Linked DNA regions of Mus musculus: region 1 is linked to region 2. The links are chromatin contacts, called in public Hi-C maps. All regions are on one chromosome and are shown on one strand. The core of a region is the stretch at or near the end of the contact, and the rest is flanking DNA. Distances in the headings are between cores, read along the strand shown. Region 1 overlaps Ddah1 (dimethylarginine dimethylaminohydrolase 1). Region 2 has its middle 28 kb from the start of Ddah1.

What was found. Hi-C and Micro-C count contacts between places; a contact is called where the count stands out from the background.
Region 1: a Hi-C map of the C2C12 cell line shows a contact between it and region 2, with 2.3 times the contacts expected there. The contact joins two enhancer-like sites. A contact is called at or near these places in 1 of 15 datasets of contacts at CTCF or cohesin (the NIH/3T3 cell line), 5 of 484 Hi-C or Micro-C datasets (the C2C12 cell line, the HL-1 cell line, embryonic stem cells and 2 more) and 1 of 115 datasets of contacts at active chromatin or transcription factors (embryonic fibroblasts).

Annotation. Positions count from the first base shown.
Region 1 is chr3:145,829,208-145,835,577 of GRCm38.p6, forward strand. All of the region lies in intron 1 of Ddah1 (dimethylarginine dimethylaminohydrolase 1), which reads left to right. Among named protein-coding and RNA genes, the nearest start is that of Gm35187, 58 kb to the right of the region's middle. Within about 2 kb of position 4,919, at least 40 of the 459 cell types and tissues checked have an H3K27ac peak or open chromatin away from gene starts, as enhancers often do. A contact at or near this core is called in the C2C12 cell line, the HL-1 cell line, the NIH/3T3 cell line and 1 more, where this site is marked.
Region 2 is chr3:145,727,739-145,734,236 of GRCm38.p6, forward strand. No RefSeq gene overlaps it. Among named protein-coding and RNA genes, the nearest start is that of Ddah1, 28 kb to the right of the region's middle. Within about 2 kb of position 2,018, at least 82 of the 459 cell types and tissues checked have an H3K27ac peak or open chromatin away from gene starts, as enhancers often do. A contact at or near this core is called in the C2C12 cell line, the HL-1 cell line, the NIH/3T3 cell line and 1 more, where this site is marked.

The sequences.
Region 1 (6,370 bases), core at 3,669-6,168, 100 kb after region 2:
TAAGTGTGAGTATCCACAAAACCATTTGCTGTGCTGCAGGCTGGAATTGGACGTCAGCTTCTCAGAATCAATTAGTGTGTAGTGCACTAACTCTGACGGAGCCTTTCACAGCCCTGCTGTTGAAGGCTTTAGAAGCAACTCACAAAGAAGATCCAAGATTAGGAACAAAAAAACATAAGCACCAGAACTCTAAAAATAAATAAACAACCCCATCTTCCAAAACCATCCTGAGGACAGTCAGAAAGCATCGGCTCTGGCCGTCGTGAAGGTTTGCTTCCGAGTGTGAACAAGTAACAAGCTCAGAACTGCTTAAGTAGTTAAATGTAGCCTCACCCCTGCCCTTCACATATATGCAATACTCACAGAGAGTAGTCAGCCTCTGGCTGCTCTTTAGGAGGGCCAGGGATCAATTCTCAGAACCCACATGGCAGCTCACACCTGTAACTCCAGTTCTAGAGAATCTGACATCTCCTCTAGCCTCTGTGGGCACAGCATGCATGTGGTGCACAGACATACATGTGGACACACACATACACAATGAATGAATGAATGAATGAATGAATGAATGAAAATTTTAAAAGAATGTTTCTTAACCAGCCATCAAGCATTCATTTCATCCCAGGTTGCCATATAGTGTAAATAGAAATTGGACAGATTGATCCAGAACATGTTAGACAGCTTCACCTCCTACCACCTCGCCTACCCAATTGATTCGTTTGGCTTAACAAACTTCATCCTGCATCATGCTCAAATGATAACAAGGTTCATGGTTTCCGAGAGAATAAAACTTTATGCACCTGCAGAGCTGAGTTTAACAAGAAAGTGTCTAGACAATTGGCAAGCAGCTCTTCAAGCCTTCAGATACCTGTTTCTGCCACAAAGTACCATCCATCCATTCGTTTGTGTTGAGACCTTTTGTCTAGATCAGTGGTTCTCAACCTTTCTAATGCTGCGACCCTTTAATACAGTGTATCATGTTGCAATGACCTCCCCAATCATAAATTATTTTGTTGCTACTTCATAGCTGTAATTTTTCTACTGTTATGACTTATAACATAAATGTCTATATTTTCCCATGGTCTTGGGTGACTGACCCCTGTGAAAGGGCCATTCAGTGCCCCCCTAAAAAATCGGTCGTGACCTGACCTATAGGCTGAGCACCACGGATCTAGATCTTATCTGGACAGCCATAATGAATATGCAGTTCTTCCTGACAAAGAGGGGTTTTCCCATGCTTTGCCACCAACACCACCACTCCCCATGGGCAATAAATGAGCAACACACCTCCAAGGGTCTCGTCTCTAGAACTTAGCAGCTGAGACAAGTTTCTGACACCCTTCGTACAACTCACAATCTACCCCGTGCTCCCCCTCCCCATCTCTGGGTTGTTTGTACCTGTGCATATCATTCACTGCCCAGCTTTTTCCAGTCTGACAGTTATCCTTGCAGAAGCCCAGACCAACACATTCAGATTTGAATACAGAACACTTCAAATCTAACAAGACCGAAACAGAATTTTTACATCTTTCCACCCTTACAGTGTGGATTAGTTTTATGTTAGCTTGGCACAAGCTAGAGTCACCTGGACACTGGGATGTAAGCAAGCCTGTATGGGGCATTTCTTTATTAGTGATTGATGTGGGAGGGCCCACCCCATTGTAGGCTGATGGTCCCAGGTTTCCAAAAAAGCAGACTGAGCAAGCCAGTAAGCAGCATCCCTCCATGGCCTCTTCATCAACTCCTGCCTCCAGGTTCCTGCCCTGCTTGAGTTCCTGTCCTGACTTCCCTCAATGTTGAACAGTGATGAAGCCTTTCCTCCCCAAGTCGCTTTGGTCGTGATGTTTCATCTTGCATCTTAACCCTAACTTAGACACATATTCTCCTAACTCCCTGCCTTCATACAGATGAGAAGTGATGCCCTTTCTAGCCGATTGTTCATCGCGAAAGCCTACAATCATCCTGCTCCATCATCTCCCTTCTCTGCATCTAACCCACCAATCCCATCAACTCTCCTTTGAGAGCACAAGCCAGGGGCTGGAGAGACGGCTCAGCAGTTAAGAGCACTGACAGCTCTTCCAGCGGTCCTGAGTTCAAGTCCCAGCAACCACATGGTGGCTCACAACCATCTATAATGGGATCTGATGCCCTCTTCTGATGTGTCTGGTGTGTACTCACACACATAAAATAAATAAATCTTTAAAAAGAAAAAAAAGAGAAAGCACAAGCCAGATTCAGACATGTTCGCTCACCTGCACTGCCCCCATGGCTGCATGAGCTCACCATTGCCATCCATCTCCCTCTTAGACATGAGTTCAAGGACAGACTGAACACAGTGTGAAATTCAAAACAAAACAAAACAAAACAGCAATTGTGTGCATGTCAGGAAGATAGCACAGCCGCAGGTAGAGACACCAACTGTACAGGCCTGGAGACCCGAGTTCTGTTCCTAAAGCCCTCATAGATGGTGCGAAGCGATGCCCAAAAGTTGTCCTCTGACCTGCACATATGCACCACTCCCCACAAATAAAAACAATATTTTAAAACTGGGTAGGGTCATCCAGAGTGACTTAAGATCTGTAATGTATGAATCCTGTATTGAAATTCAAAATATTCCCCATACGTTAGATCTGTTTGCTTTTATGTTATAAATGGCAGCGGGCACCTTTTCTGAACTCCCGGAAAGTCATGGCGTTTTGAGTGCTTATGCCTATTGCTTGTTTTGGATGGCGTGCACGGCAAACTTTTACAGCTCTCCGCTTTCTGGAAAACTAGCTTAAGATGTAGACATTTGTCGTTTTCCTGACTTTTTAACATGCTGGATTTCTGCAGGCCTTTTGGCAGCTGACACTTATTTTCATTTGGCCTTTGGTGGCAGAGCACTGTTTTCTTTGTCCTCTGCAGGCTGAAAGTCAGTGGCTCTTGGGCACTCAGAACATGCACTATGTTCCCACCATCAACAAGGAACGGGAACACGTGGATGTAAATGGTGGATGTAAATGGTATCTGTCAGGAGAAGTGTCAAGACCAATGGAGTTCTCTTTGCTTGTCAAGTGGGAAACTGATTGTCACTTTGAATGTTCTTCCAGGGGATAGTCTCAGGGTGACATCTTTAGGGAGAGCCTTTGGAATCTCTGGAACTTCGTCGTCGTTGCTCCAGACAGTGCAGGAGTATCTGTGTTATCACTGGTTTTGTCACCTCGTGCACTCTGGCCCCAGTGGCTTACCTTCTGTGCTTCTGTCTACACTTCTTTGAAGCCCCAGGTCCTGCAGATCTGTGCCCCGATGCACAGGCGAGTGCTAGAATCTCAGCTGGACACTCTGACATGCAGAACTGTAACGGTTAGGCTTCATCTACAGAACTGAGACAGTGGAGCCCTTCCCATGGCTCATTTAACTTTACAGATTGCTGTTTGTGAGCTGTTTCCTATAAGCAGGTTGGTCTTAATATGAGGGTTGTTGGAAGTATCATTTGATCAACACTCGTATCAGCTACCAGAGCAGATGTTATCAGTTGAAAAGTTACATCTTACATAGTATATAGTCTGAGTGACATCAAGGCTTTCCCCCATACCTACAGAAAGAACGATGTCTCTTGTTGGCAATTGTTTCTATCCCCAAAGTTAGTACCCTTAGTTATATGGTGATCTGTTACTAACTCTTTGGATATTTTCTTTGGATGATCAATATTTATCATATAAGTGAATGGGTTTCTTGCGTTTAATGGAAAAATGCAAATCAAATTGCTTAGGAAATAAACACTCTCATATAAAGTCCCAGGCTGCTAGATCCATCCCTTCAGCAATGTCAGAGGCTGCAGACTCTCTCCATCTCCATACCCAGTTGCCGCTTGGTGGCTGCACCAGTTTCAGGCACCACATCCATACCCAATATCCAAAGGAGGGTGAGGGGGTTTGTTCCTTCCTACGGCTATGGGAACGGCACAACAGATTTCCCGTTCCCGATCAGAACTGAGCCACTTGGAAAAGAGGTGAAACTAACATCATTGACTTGTTCCTGGGAGGTAGCTGTAGGGACGTGGTGGTGACTGAACGGCACATGCAGTGTCAGATCACTTTAAACAATGGTTGGCACTTAGAAACCGAGCTTAATAAGATTTCCCATGTAATTGGTGATGGAGAGTACCTGTCCTACTAAAATCATTATAGAGCCCAGGTTGTTGACTGTTGATGGATAGGTTCCTCTGTTCTGATTGCTCTGGAGTCTAAGCTGAGGAGATGACATAATGACAAAGAAGCCATTCTGCAGTTGTGCCAAAGGACAAAGGCTCCATTCCCCCAGGAGAGCACAAAGCAGGACTTTCCATTTGAGAAGGAACTGGGCTTTATTAGTGCAGAATTCCCAGGGGAAAGAACCCAGGATTGTCACCCAAAGGAGGACTGAGCAGAAAAGATCGTTTGATCCTGGGTGTCCGAGAACTGGCTATGTAAACCCTCCATTCTCGGGAGGGTTGGTCCTGAGAAGTGGGTGAGGCATGAGCCCATCACCGATGAGATCTGTATGATGTGTGAGAACACACATGAGAACACACAGAGCTTGGCAGGTGACAGGAATCCATTATCTTCTCATGGATTCATCAGTGGCTCACAGGCATAAAGGCACGGTGACAGTCAACCCCAAAATTAAATGTAATTATCAATTATTAATGTTAGGTGAGCATTCACACACCTTCTTTTCTGTCTAATTTGTTCAGCAGAGATCGCCTGTTCACCTCTAAGGGCATCCATTCTGCTGGAATTTTAAAATTCTCTTTTGGTTTTAATCCCATCTTTCCTCCATCCTTGGACCCAGCCTCTTGCTTCTGATTGAATTTGCTTGAATACCAGAATACTCGCCTCATGAATAACCAACCATCTGGGGTGTTTTCAGTAAACTCCGTGGGAGGAAAAACGCGATCACACACTAGCGGCTGCCAAAAGCAGTTTTGAGAGTACAACTCTTAGAATCTAGAACAGGAAATGACCTCATCTTAACCTCTGGCCCACTCATATTACAAATATAGGTACAAAGATGCAGAATATCCTGGTTGATTTTTAGTGCTTGTCACTAGAAATAAATCAGTAAGTTTAGAAATCCAAGAACTCTGTGGAGGAAAGATGCAACAGATATCTCAGTCTGTGGGAAACGTTTTTTTAGAGATCTTATTCATGAAATGGTTATTTTTATAAGGATTCAGTAAGAGGGAAAGTGAGCTGTTTATATAACAGTTGTACATATTGGCCATTCTATAAATATGAGACGTTCCCAGACTAATCAGAAGATGAAATGCCATTTATTCAACTCTGATAACTTGAAACGTTCAGGGATTAAATGTTTCCAGTTATACAGGCCACTTTTCTAAAACAATAATTCATTCATTCGTTTTTTGGAGACTTGGGTCAGCTGCTTAGAATCAGGAGACCATCTAAGAAGCTCCTTTTGTTTCTAAGCATAGGTAGCTTTCCAGCAAGGCTAATAACTAGTGTAGACATTTTGATTGAACTTAAATGTCACCTCCTCAAAGAGCCCTTGTCTAAATAATGTGCTTGCCTTGTTTCTCAAACAGGAAGTGTCCCACACGTGATATTATAACAAACTATATATGACTTACATGGTTTGAGTTTTATAACCACAGAGGCACTATATGCATAACACATGTATATACAAATATGTATATATATATATGTATATATATATATACACACACAAACATTTCTATGACTGAGACAGGGGCCATATCTATTTTTACTAAATTAAAAATTATTAACCTAGACCCTTGGGGGCTCCTAGAAACTGAATCAGCAACCAAATAGCATATGTGGACTAGATCTAGCCCCCCTCTACCCTACACATATGTACCAGAAGTGCAGCTTGGTCTTCATGTGGGTCTCCCAACAATTGGAGCAGGGGCTATCCCTGACTCTGTTGCCTGCCTGTGGATCCTGTTCTCCTCACTGGGCTTTCTTCAGTGGGAGGGGATGTGCCTAGTCCTACAGCGACCTGGTGTGCCAGGGTGGATTTGTACCCAGGAGGATGTCTCCCTTCTCAGAGGAGAAGGGCTTGTGGAGGGAGGGGACTCAGAGAAGCAGGGATGTAAAGTGAATAAATAAATATATTAGTGGAAAGGATTATTAACAACTCCGCACATGCTTACGATGTAACTTGGCCATCTTCTGCCCATCGCCCTCTCTCGCCCCACTGAATCTTCCTCCCCCTCAGGTTGTGCACCCACTTTCATGCCTTCTTTCTGTCTCACTTGTCACTCACAGAACTTGATTAGGGTGGCTTTCGTGAGCATGGATAGGGAATTTGTTACTGCCATGTGCAACTTGAGAGTGTCCATAGCACTGAAGAAAATGGCTCTCTTGCCCTC
Region 2 (6,498 bases), core at 768-3,267:
GAAGAATGGAGAGTGTATACAGAACCCTGGGCAAAGGCAAACAAATACAAATAGAAATATTACTTATTCGATTGCAGGTTAGAACTATCTTCAGTTCCCCGTGACAATAATTTAAACTTGCAGCTGTTCCTTTATGAATTTTTATGAGTTTTCTCTCTTTCTTTTTTTTTTCCTGCTGAGAAGACAATTCCACTACAGGAATATATTAACACGACGGCTTCCCCTCCCCTTTCCTCCAAATTTTTCAGTTATAATTCCATCTGTACTAAAAGCCAGTTCGGGCAGCCTTGGCCCAGACTTTTCTGCAGGAAAATCAAACCTCAGCTTCAAAATATAAACCAAAGGGCTGTTTTTTCCACCCAGGTCTTCTACAATTAGTTTCAGGTAAGTTACCATTAAAGTACTGTTCCTTAGAGCTAAAGGCAGAAACCCATCTACTTAATCATATTAATCAAAACATCTGCAGTCAAATATTCTCCTGTGTTAGTGTTCCTGGGTAGATTTAAATAACATTGACAGAAAACACTTATTTTCTCTCATTTTCAAATGTCAAGCAGGTTTTCAGAATCTGGTGTTCAGCACAGTTTGGGAGGCAGGAGTGGGGGGCGGATGGGGGAACCAATGATACACAATCCAGCTAAGGATGGTGTTTTCCTTTCTTCTTTAAGCCAAGAGCAATTACTTTTCATTTCGGGATTAAGACCTGCGGGGGTTGTGGCTGGTTGTTGGGGCTCCCAGTTGCAGCATGCCTCCTTGGTCCCTCGCCAGCCACAGCACTTGGCTGTGCAGGTAGCAGCTGGCGCTGGGAGTGCCTCTCCAGCCTACATTCCTTGGCCGTGAATCTCAAAGTCCTGTTTATCTGATGAAGACCTCTGGGTAGTGGATTGCTCATGACAGTGTCACACAGATCTTAGTGAGTGACATGGAAAGATACCGAATAGTTTTTCCTCTTAGAATGCCAACCAATCCTGAATTCCCCATCTCCTCCACTCGAGCTGATTGCCACAAAGGCCTGGGACTAAGAGCCAATGAGACTTTTCTTATGCCCACCAAAGTACAGCAGGACACATACAGGTCCTCTCTGTGAGCCTGTCACCGCAGTCTGTTCGGATTTTTAAAAATTACATCTGCGCCTTCAGTGAGCCTTACTCTGCATTGATAAGCCATTTCCACTGCACAGCAGTCTCTTGGAGTACCCTGGAAATTGGTTCCAGGACTTCCCTCCCACCAGAGGGTATAAGATTTGACATTTCTCAAGTCCCTGGTGTAAGACGGTGCACGTTTGCAGTAACCCTCCACCTTCCTGTAAGTTTCCATTGACTTTTATAACTACTACACTCAATAGGATGCAACATTATACACATATTATTATGTGCTCTTCAGAGAATTTTGACAAGAAAAAACTCTGTACATTTTCAACATTTCCCTTGAATTAAAAAAATTACTATCATGTGCACACGACATGCTTGTGGGGGCACACGCCACAGTATGAGTATAAGTATATAAGCGTTTTGCCTTCAGGTATGTCTGCTGTGGGCCACGTGTGTGCCTGGGGCCCATGGAGATGGTGGATACCCTGGAACTGAAGCTACAAACAAGTGGGAGGTGGAGAGTGAACCCAGGTCTTTAGCAAGAACAGCAAATGCTATTAACTGCTGAGCCATCTCTCTAGCTTCCCCACATCCAGTTTTACTTATTTTTTTAAAATCAAGCACGACTTAAGGGTCTGTGCTTGTATTTACAAACACCACCAGCAGCTTTAGCACACAAAAAGCCACTCTTCCCTAGGTTGTCAAGAGTTAGCATGGATGACTTTGTAGCTCCCACCCCATCCACCCCTTCATAGACCAACTTATTCATTCTTTGGGAGAGATGACCCAGAGAACTACAAAGACAAATGCAGATGAGGTGGGTGTGTGACTGAAGAACAGGAAGTCCGCTGTTACTGTGAGTAACCCAGAGTATTTGCCACAACTTGTCCAGAAGACGGTAGCTCTGTCTACAACAGGACTCCTCTCCTTTCTCTGGCTGCCCTCTGCTGGCACTGCTAGCCAGTGAGATAGTGACCCAAGCTGGGCATGTGGGAAGATGACTTGCTGCTTTGATGGACAGCTGGTTGAATCGCTTCAATTTGTGGGTCTACTGCATGGATCATCTGAACTTCCCTTTGCTGGGCCTTCGCCTGGGCAGCATTGACCTCCCAAGAGGCCTGGGCTGTTCTAGGAGCAGACATCAGTCTGCTCATCTGTGTGAGATGGACCAAATGGCCTTGTGTTTCCTCTTTGTCTTTTGCTTCTTTCATCTCCAGAGCCATCCCACGATGGCCAGCAGCTGAGCCAGGTCCTTCCCCTGCCAATCACAAATACCCTTCCCTGTTCACCAGTCCCTGGGAGCCTTCACCCACTCCATCAGTGAAAGGTATTTACAAGGGTCTGGGAAGCCTGACAATCTGCTAATGCAATGCTGGAGATAGCCCGAAAGAAACTCTAGGCTGGTTTCCTGTTTCCAAGGACAGCAGGATGTGTCAGCTGCTGGAGCAGCCGATGCCCTTGGAGAGGAGAGAAACTAGAGAGTGTGACCAGTCGGTGACCTCACCCTCCTGCTGTCCCAGGGGTGTGGACAGGTTTCTGCTCCTGGTGGCTAAATGTCAGTAAAAGGGGATGAAAAATGTGATTGTTTTCCTTTAAGAAATATTAAAAGGAGAGTGGTGTCTGGGAAGTAGAACCATTAGTGGAATCTATTCCAGTATTATGGTTAATTAATTTAGGGGGCTTTAATGCTATTTCATTATGCAGCCTTTGAGAGCTTTCTGGTAAATGCCTATCCCATAAATACTAACATGACTTCATATGTATAATTTCCCTTCAGAAGAGTGAGGGTGAATTATGACCTAGGAACTAATTTGCACACAGCTCTACCCAGACAATACAAAGATGCCTCTTGATGAACACCGTTCACTGCGTTTGGAAGCTCGGGAAAACACTCGGACAGGCCATCTACATTTTAAGGCCACGGTTGTCAGTCTGGTTGCGTCCCAAAGCAAAACACTTGGCCACCAGTTTCACCTTGCTAGGAACTAAAGAGCTGCCTTCTGTACTTTATGCTGATATTAAATAGTAAGCATTGAACTGTTGGAAGAAACAGCTCCGTGCACAGATAAATCGTTCCTCTAAGATGGCTGTGTTTCAGTGCATTATGTTCAGTCCTATTTATCCATGCCTCACATTTAATCAGCCAATTTTCTATTTATGAAATACGTATATAGGTTCCTTAGCTCTGCTCAGGTACAATACAGTCCAAGCACCAGCCCACACGTTCAAAGTCCCCGCCTTATGAACAGCCTCTTTTGGAATGTCAGAATTTTTAAAAGAAAATATTTGGATTTCATCATTTAGAAGGTGTGCTGTATTTGTTCAATATTATAGCAGTCTGTGATGTTATTGAAAAATATTTGTTTTGCCAGTTTGACAGCTTTCTAACAGAGCTCTTGGGTTTAGTTTTGTTTATAGTTCTGTGCTTCAATAGCTGGCTTGGGATTAAGTGGATGTCTGTGTTTTTGTCGAGAGTTTATTAATTGGTTGCCTCTGAAAAATATTTTAAGCGGAAAGTCATTCCCAAACAGCAGCGGTAGGAAGCAGCATTGCTGAGCTAACTGTAAGCCGTGTTCTCTGGTCATTCTCTCAGTGGACATACATTTAACACACGCTGGCTGACACTGACTTAGCCACAGGTGACGGGGCGCAGAGGTCTCCTCCAGAGCACATGTTGGAAGTCAGTTGTCCCTGGAACAGTATGGAAAGGCAGGGCCATCAAGAGATGATTCTGTTATTGGAGCAGAGCCGTCACAAATCGATCGAATGACAGTGCCTTCAAAGGGAAGGCTTAGTTACAGTAAGAGGAGATTCCTAACCAAGAGAGTGACTTGGCCCAGTTTCTAGATCCCCCTGGAGTATGCTTGCTTAGGAAGCAGCATGAAGCTCCCCCATGACTTCCCCAGCCAAGACAGCACCATGCTCTTGGGTTTCCCAGCCTCCTGCAGTGTTTTGCAATAGCAACAGAAAATGAATCGAGATGATAGAAACTGTAAACGTGGCCCCTGTCACCACAATAGATCTAGAGACTTAGAAATACATGTTACACTTGATGTCTTTAGAAGACTGCTTTAGGGTTCCCTGGGATGCCCAGCTCCTTGGATGCCCTTGTACCCTCTGTGAAAATGATGCAGGATTTGCATGTTATCTCTACACACCCTCCCGTGTGCTTCAAATAATCTCTGGGTCACTTGAGACACCTACTGTGATGCAAGTGCTATGGAAATGCATGCTTAAGTGTTTTGTCTGGGCAATAACGAGAAAAAAAGCATATGCGTGTTCAATATTGACACAAGCTTTAAAAATAATTTCAGTCTGCCCTTGGTTGATTCCAAGGAAGGGGGACCTACTGCTATAGTGTATTATTTCAGAACATTTGATTCATCTTTATATTGACATAGTCATAAAATACTGTCTTTAATATTATAACGGATGGACGGCTTATGAAGGCACAAGTTCAGGAACCTCTGAACACACACACACACACACACACACCCCAAATAAAAATAATAAGAGTTGTGAAAACTGGGCAGTAGCGGCACACACCGTTATTCCTAGCTCTGGGGAGGCAGAAGCAGGCAGATTTCTGTAAGTTTGAGGCCAGTGTGGTCCACAGAGAGTTCTAGGACAGCCAGGGTTACACAGAGAAACCCTGTCTCGGAAAAAGAGAAAAAAGAAAAATGATAATGGCCTCCCTTCTGGGCTGAGCAGCCCATGGGACACGCCCATTAGCTCCTGTTTGCTCAGCCAGTCACCAGGTGAGTCTTTGGTCCAAATCTACCCTTTGCGTTAGCTGTTAGAACACCAGTGCACATAACAGAACTTTAAGCGCATGTGACTCTTTTTGCTTGCTTATTACAATGATGCCCGTTCTGAAAAGAGTTGTGTGCAGCTGATTGAACTGACTACAGAGTCCCCAGTGGCTCTTGCCACTGAACGGACACACTACAGGGCAGCTGCCCAAGTCTGTGTCGTCTGTGTCAGTTGAGATTCAGACACAGGTGACCTCAGTCCAGTTCTACCCAGAGGCCCCAGTTCCTCATTTTATCTTCTGAGGAGGCAGAGTCTGGGCTGCCTTTGAACTTAAAATCCTCCGGCTTCCACTATGTGGGAGCTGGGATTGCAGATGTGAGCCACCAAGCTTAGTGCATAAATGTTTGTCTTAAGTGTTGCGCTTTTCTCAGAAGGCAGTTTTGAATACCCGTGTCTGGTGACGAAGCGTGGCTGTGGCTGGGGTAGCCAGCATCTCTGCTGTGTGAAAGCTGAAGTGTATATATTTGGAATACATTCTTCTAACAGGCTGTCACCCCCACCTCCCCGTGGAGTGGGGCTTGGAGTGGAATTGTTAATTGGATTTAAAAAATGGACAAGGTCTTCTCGAGGTATCTGTGGGCTCACTTGCAGATTCAAACCATTTCTTCTCATCTCCAGTGGTTCAGTGTCCACTTGCCACACTCTGAGTAGAAAGACTTTCATGTCACAATCTGAGGGCTGTGGCCTGTACTTTTATTTAGCTGCCACCATCATCAATTTCCCCACTGTCTCACGTGTCTTTTGGGAACTTGGCCCTCAGCTCAGGATCACCTTGATGAGCGTCTGGCCTTTGGTTAGAATCTTTGTTTTTAACACCAAAGCATCCTTATCGTCCCACGGTCACTTTTCTTCTTCCTCAGGGTTGAGGTGTCCAACTTTGCCTTTGCGCTCAAGTCTTCCTTCCTTTACTGCATGAGGTGCGGAGGAGGAAAGAGCTCATCTTCAGTTATCCCTGTTTTCTCTCTCTCTCTCTCTCTCTCTCTCTCTCCCTCCCTCCCTCCCTCCCTCCCTCCCTCCCTCCCTCCCTTCCTCCCTCCCTCCCTCCCTTCCTCCCTCCCCCCCTCCCTCCCTCCCTCCCTTTCCAGGACTACCCAGCTGAGGGGTTATCAGATGAGGAGATGTGTGGGAAGCACTCTGTAACCTGAAGAGGAACACGGATAGGAAATTTCACCTTCAGCCTACCTTCCCACTTCAGAATCATCTAGAACTTATCAATATAAACAAGTTATAGACATTACTCTCTACCCAACTTCTGATTTGTTACCTTAAAGTTGGACCTCTGTGGAAGGTGAGTATGTGCCTGTCTCTTCCAGCATCCGAGATGCTGTGAGCAGCATTCGCCTCTCCAGGCTTCTGTTATCTTACAACACTGGTTTATCTGGTTATTTTTTAACTCTCTTCCAGTCAGCATCTTTCTTTCTATCTCAGAATATGAGTGGTTCCCCTCATTCCATCCTTTTCTTCTGTCTTGTTCTCGTGAACACTCTTTGAAACTACCCACAGATCTCTCTCTTCAACCCATGATAAATAAATGCCTGCTCTAAGTTTAACCTCAAAGTCTCATTAGCACTCCAACACAATGTACAGTATATTA